Regions from separate parts of the Mus musculus genome. Here region 2 is linked to region 1. The links are chromatin contacts, called in public Micro-C maps. All regions are on one chromosome and are shown on one strand. The core of a region is the stretch at or near the end of the contact, and the rest is flanking DNA. Distances in the headings are between cores, read along the strand shown. Region 1 holds the start of AI606473 (expressed sequence AI606473). Region 2 holds the start of Ptger3 (prostaglandin E receptor 3 (subtype EP3)).

The links. Hi-C and Micro-C count contacts between places; a contact is called where the count stands out from the background.
Region 2: a Micro-C map of embryonic stem cells shows a contact between it and region 1, with 3 times the contacts expected there. The contact joins the promoter of Ptger3 here to the promoter of AI606473 in region 1. A contact is called at or near these places in 1 of 39 promoter capture datasets (cranial neural crest) and 1 of 484 Hi-C or Micro-C datasets (embryonic stem cells).

Annotation. Positions count from the first base shown.
Region 1 is chr3:154,329,084-154,332,114 of GRCm38.p6, forward strand. It overlaps AI606473 (expressed sequence AI606473), which reads left to right and starts at 1,738. Exons shown (of 3, transcript NR_040387.1): 1 at 1,738-1,980. It overlaps Lhx8 (LIM homeobox protein 8), which reads right to left and starts at 1,477. Exons shown (of 9, transcript NM_010713.2): 1 at 1,189-1,477. The coding sequence starts at 1,269.
Region 2 is chr3:157,565,400-157,568,856 of GRCm38.p6, forward strand. It overlaps Ptger3 (prostaglandin E receptor 3 (subtype EP3)), which reads left to right and starts at 1,477. Exons shown (of 4, transcript NM_001359745.2): 1 at 1,477-2,446. The coding sequence starts at 1,619.

The sequences.
Region 1 (3,031 bases), core at 488-2,987:
GTAAACTTGAAGCAATTAGAACCGTAAGCGATTTACACTGGTTTCTTTAAGGTGTGAATTGCCACTTAGTGCTCAGTAAGTCAACATTTTAGCTACTAAAGGATTAGTTTTAACCAGTGCAAAAGCGGGCCGAATAATGGAAATATCCAGCTGAATTTAATTTGTTCCATTAAAAAAAAAAAAAAACTCACCCAATGCGGGTCAGAATATTTTAGAGCACGCGGACGCGTCGCTCAAGTGTCCCCAATCCCTGGCTGCACTTTCAGTTTTGTTCTATAAACGAATGCAATCTCTCTGAGAAGTCTAGTTTAGGGCGAGTGGGTCCGCGGATTCCAGCAGCCCACACCCCTCGCTTTTGCGTCCCTTTGTCTCCTTTTCCTCTGTCTTCCGAAAGCTCCAGGTGAGCCAGCGGCCGCACGCCTGGGTAGCCCCGGCGCAGCTGCTCCCGGGCGCGTCTTCGTGGACAGAAAGCATCCAGACAGAAACGCTACCCGCAACCGTCAGACAAACACGAAGCCAGCACTACTCTGCCCATGTCCAGCCGATACCCCCACCCCGGCCCTGCTCTCCAACAGTTTAGGAACCGAGTTCCACCATAAAATGCGAGCACCCACGGGTCTTGCCTCCGGAGTAGGTGACAGCTTGCCAGGTCTCCCCGTTAGGCTCGCCTCGTACTGCGAAATTTGCCCTTTTGGTATTTCCAACGAAATCGTTCTTTTGTCCCTTTCTAAGAGCGGGCGGGCCCTGGAAGACTCAAGTCCCCAGGTCTGTCGCCGCCGGGTCTCAAGCCCCACATTCACCTTATCCGTGGCAAGAGCCAGCGTTCAGCAGAGCGCAGCCATTGGTATCTGGTGCCCTGAGACAAACACCTAGACCCCCGGCCCCTGCCCCAGACTGCCGCGAACAGCCCGTCACGTAGAATACAAGCAGGACTCACGTTGCCCCGTGAGCGTCTTAGGCTCCAGGTTTCGTCTCCCAAATTAGAGTGTCCATGCCTTAGGTTAAGTGAGCCCGTGGGGAGGGGACGGAGTGATTACTACCTAACGCTACTACGTAATAAAAAAAATTGTCAGGTCTGGAGACGAGGCAGTGACAGGTAGTTTCCCAGCCTGGTTTAGGGGCCGGACAACTCTCTTCTCTCAAGGAAACTCCTATTCAACAGATCCCGCCCGGTGTAGGCTCGCTTACCTTCTCGCGGGGAACCGCCAGCTCCGGCACTTCCTTTCCCTCCAGCTTACACACAAACATCTGATCGCTCTTCCAATACATGGCCCCGCAGGCGCTGCTCGTCACATACCAGCTCCAGAGGGTCAGAGGCTGTGGGTGTCCGCAGTGTCCCCTCCTCCGCCCCCAAAGGCCAAGGAAAGCTAACAGGCAGAACAGCGATGCCACCAGTGTGTCTTGTTCCAAAAAGGCCACAGTGACCGTAACCACTCTCTGACCCACTGTTCTTCCTCTCTCAGCCACACTAAGGCCTGTCCCTCCAGGAAAAGAGGGAAAGTTGTGTTTTCCAGAGGGTGGAACCTCGCAGAGAGGAGGGGGTGTGGGGGAAAAGTCTTTTCCTGAAGGGACAGCCTCACCTCCTTATGAAAAACCCGCCTTCTCTACATGTTAAGATCTTTATCTGCACCAGACAACTTACTCTGAGTTCAGTGTTAAAGGTGGGGGGGAATTGCGGATGTCCGTTAACTTGCCTTTTTTTTTTCTTTTTAAGAATAAGCTTTCTGCCTCTGAGTTGTCTTTAAATTCTCGCTCCCCAGCCAAAACCTAAACAAAGATTCGGGTTACAGCTCTTTCAGCGGCTCACGGAGGGAAAGCGGAGGTCTTCTGGATTCCCAAGTCTTAGGTCTCCCTAAATGCGCACCAATGGTTCTCTCTACATTTTCGAAAGGTTTTCCCGTTAAGATAATGAAGGGACAAACGAAGGACTAGATTTGATTCGCGACTAGATTTGAAATCAAGGATACAAGAAAAACGAAAGTATGTTACGATTTTTTTATTTTCTTTAATTCTAGACAAACGGTATGCCATAGATAGACTGCTGCGCACTCCACATTCCCGTGCTTAAGTGTGAACGTTTGAATGTGAGTAGGGTAGAGATAATTTTTATCTGAATTGGAAAGTGTGAGGTTTTTTGTTTGTTTGTTTATGAGGTCTCACTTTGTTTATAGAAGAAAAATTTTGTAAGAAGTTATTTTTTAATTACTTTTATTTATTTGTCCCTTTAGATAAGCAAAAGAGAAACGTTTGGAATTTAAGTGATATAAGAACATCCTGGAGTCAGTTTCTCAAGCCTTATAACAAAACCATGCTTTTGTTACCTTAGTTAGACAGAAATATATGTAGTGAAACACAAGGAAGAGCAATCTTACTCCCTTGTCTTATTTTAGCGGGAGAAGAAGAACCCAGACCAGCCATCAGGGGTAGTGGAGGGGCCAGCAGCAACTAATGCTGACCACACTTTCTCTGGACAAAATGAGCATTGGGGTGGGCAGGGATTAAAGGTTTTCTTTGATTGCCCCTTTCCTCCTTAAACACAGAGGACGTTTGAACATACGCCATCTCGGCTCTCCTTTTCAGCCATTACATACACTTTCATATTAGCACCCTCTGGCCGATGCCCATCAGGAGATCTCCATTAAATTTAGCGTGGAGTATGAGGGACCTGAGATTTAAGAATCGACTGTATTCTGGTAAAGCATAGAACGGTGGAGGTTTGGACCGACTGCCCGAAAAGCTAAATAGTGGTTGTTGTTGCTGCTGCTGCTTCTGTGGCTTCTGCTGCTGATTTTCGTCAAAAGCGAAAATCAGGAGTGGGTGAGGGAATCCACATAATAAAGTATTTTCCATACGATTCTGATCAGAGATGAGAGAGAGAGAGAGAGAGAGAGAGAGAGAGAGAGAGAGAGAGAGAGAGAGAGAGAGAGACTGGTGCGGAATGCTGGCTCCAGCAGGTCGGGCGTTGGACCGACTCCCTGGATGAGGAACTAAAACTAGAGTCTAGCTTGGAGAATTACTTACAGTCTTTTGT
Region 2 (3,457 bases), core at 227-2,726, 3.2 Mb after region 1:
CAACTCTTGGCAGCTAGCAAAAGAACCAACAGGAAAACAACCAGGAGAATCTAAAAGTTACTTATTTGCAGGGTGAACAGCTAAAATGTAGGTAACTCTGGCTGGGAAAAAAAAAATGCTTCAAGAAGAGAAGGGTTTCTGAAACTTTGTTAAGAGCTGTCAACAAAGGAATACACATGGCTCCAGCTGCATATGTAGCAGAGGATGGTCTTGTCATGGTATCAAGTGGAAGGAGAGGTCCTTGGTCCTATGAAGGTTGGATAGATGCCCCAGTGTAGGGGAATCAAAGGTGGGGAGGTGGGAGTGGGTGGGTGGGTGGAGGAACACCCTCTTAGAAGCAGGGGGAGAGATGTGATAGGGTGTTACAGGGAGGGGCGGGAAAGGGGATAACATGAAATGTAAATGAAAATATCCAATAAGAGAGAGAGAGAGGGAGAGAGAGAGAGAGGGAGAGAGAGAGAGAGATTGATTAACTATCTTTGCCAATACATGTTCTTATGGTCGACCTTCTCAGTAAGCATTAGGCAGGGGGAAGTGACCTAATGAATAGAATGCTAACCACTCAAAGGAAGACCTGAATTGGGATTCCCAACACCTGAGTAAAAGTAGCCTGGCTGTTGGGCTTGGGTGTGTGAGGCCATACCAGGCCGGGAGTCACAGTGGAAGACACTCCATGTTGAAGTCTGACCTCAATGTAAATACGAAAGGACTCTCTCTCTCTCTCTCTCTCTCTCTCTCTCTCTCTCTCTCTCTCTCTCTCTCTCTCTCTCTCTCACACACACACACACACACACACAGCGGGGTGGGAAATAGGGGGATGATAATGTAAACAAGTTAGTTATTAATAAATATAAAATTTTTGATCTAACTAAAGGGTGGCATATTTTCTTTGATGTATGAATTCCAGAATACTCTTAAAATTTAAATGTATCATTATACTGAAATGTCACTCAGTGAAAATGTGAATTTGCTATGTACTTTCACCTGTGTGCTTACTTGGTTTTGGATTTTTAAACTGACATTATCCTAGAAAAGTATTTTACCAATATGAGTTTGGAATTAGTCCAAAGTAAAATAAGGCAATAGTTTCAGGAAGACTTAAAACACAAACTCATCCCTATTCTTTCCCAGATGTGAGTATCATATGTATATACATATGATATTGATACATATACATATATATATTTATATATATATATTAAATAAAACAAATTCAATGACAGTCAAACATGAGGAGAAATCAGCATTGCGATTCACGCAGCTACTAACATGTCAGATTTCGTCTTTTCTCCAGTGTCACGTAACCCAAAGGCTGATGAGCACTTTACAGAGTCCCAGAGCTGGAGAGGCAGACCTAGGGGGCGCGGCGCCAGGTGATCCCAGCCCACACCGCCCTTCGCCTGCCTACTCGCAGCACCGCCCCTCGAGCTCCAAGGCGCGGGAGGAGCCTCGCGCGGCGTCGGGCGGCGCCTGTCCAGTCCCCGCAGCCTAGCGCGGGAGGCGGCGGGCGATGGAGAGCAGAGCCTGGGCTCCGGCTGTCCCCCAGTGCACTCTGCTGCTATCCCGCAGCTGAGCCGGGAGGCTCCGGCCCCGTGCGCCCTACCGTGGCCCCGCCACTATGGCTAGCATGTGGGCGCCGGAGCACTCTGCTGAAGCGCACAGCAACCTGTCAAGTACTACCGACGACTGCGGCTCCGTGTCCGTGGCCTTTCCCATCACCATGATGGTCACTGGCTTCGTGGGCAACGCGCTGGCCATGCTGCTCGTGTCGCGCAGCTACCGGCGCCGCGAGAGCAAGCGCAAGAAGTCTTTCCTGCTGTGCATTGGCTGGCTGGCGCTCACCGACTTAGTGGGGCAGCTCCTGACCAGCCCGGTGGTCATCCTCGTGTACCTGTCACAGCGACGCTGGGAGCAGCTCGACCCATCGGGGCGTCTGTGCACCTTCTTCGGGCTAACCATGACAGTGTTCGGGCTATCCTCGCTCCTGGTGGCCAGCGCCATGGCCGTGGAGCGCGCCCTGGCCATCCGTGCGCCGCACTGGTATGCCAGCCACATGAAGACTCGCGCCACGCGCGCGGTACTGCTGGGCGTGTGGCTGTCTGTGCTCGCCTTCGCGCTGCTGCCGGTGCTGGGCGTGGGCCGCTACAGCGTGCAGTGGCCGGGCACGTGGTGCTTCATCAGCACCGGGCCGGCGGGCAACGAGACAGACCCTGCGCGCGAGCCGGGCAGCGTGGCCTTTGCCTCCGCCTTCGCCTGCTTGGGCTTGCTGGCTCTGGTGGTGACCTTTGCCTGCAACCTGGCGACCATCAAAGCCCTGGTGTCCCGCTGTCGGGCCAAAGCCGCCGTCTCGCAGTCCAGCGCCCAGTGGGGCAGAATCACCACGGAGACGGCCATCCAGCTCATGGGGATCATGTGTGTGCTGTCCGTCTGTTGGTCGCCGCTATTGGTAAGTAGTTGGTAGAGTGGGGGCGTTTGTAGGGAGCCGTAAATGTAGGGAAACTTTCTGAAAGTGACTAGCACCCAGAATTCCTGCCGCTCATGCGGCCCCGGGTTGCAGCCTCCAGCCAAGAGCCTAAGCCGCTTGCGGAGCTTACAAGAGCTAGTCAAGTCGGTCCAGACTTGCCAGGCGCTTGTGAAGATGCAAACAGCCTAGGCACAGAGGTGGGTAGACGCTGCTCAAGCCAGTGCAGACTGATGTTTGCCCCTTGCGTTATAAGAGGAGGTATGATGACAACTCTAGCTCAACCTGCTAATCCCGCTGCGATGTTTGGGCACCTGGGAGCCAGGCAGGTCCTATGGCTTCAGCCGCACAGCAACTAACCTTCTTGGCAAACTGTCTTTCTGTTGCCAGCACTAAAGGTTCTCAGGTAGCTACTGTCTGCAGGGAGGGTCAGGAAGGCACAGATGCCGCAGCCCCCTAAGAAGCCGGGTACTGTGTACACCAAAGTGGAGGACTCTCCAGTAGCACACACACACACACACGCACTACCCCCCCCAACACACACACACTTGTGCCCCCCCCCCCCATCCTTATAGAGGAGTGAATCGCAGATCTCCGCAATTCCAGAGACAGGAGGTAAGGGTTTCTCGGTCCTTGGCATCGTATCCATCACAGAACTACCCAGAGGAAGCCATGCTTCCGCATGCTCCCTATCCCCAACTCTCACATGGTGTTTTTGAGGGTTTTTTTTTTTTTCCTGTGGCACTTGTAGCTAGAAACTTCTGTGGATAAGTGTGGTTTGCTAATTGGCAAAGAATGGATGCTTACTTTGGGCTCACACAGCCTGGCTTAATGTGCAGAGGAGCATCCCCATGGTGTGGTACAGTTATTGACCATTACATAGCAGACTCGATTCTCTCTCTCTCTCTCTCTCTCTCTCTCTCTCTCTCTCCCTCTCTCTCTCTCTGTCTGTCTTACATCTCTCTCTCCCATTTACATATACAGTTCAGTGAGGTC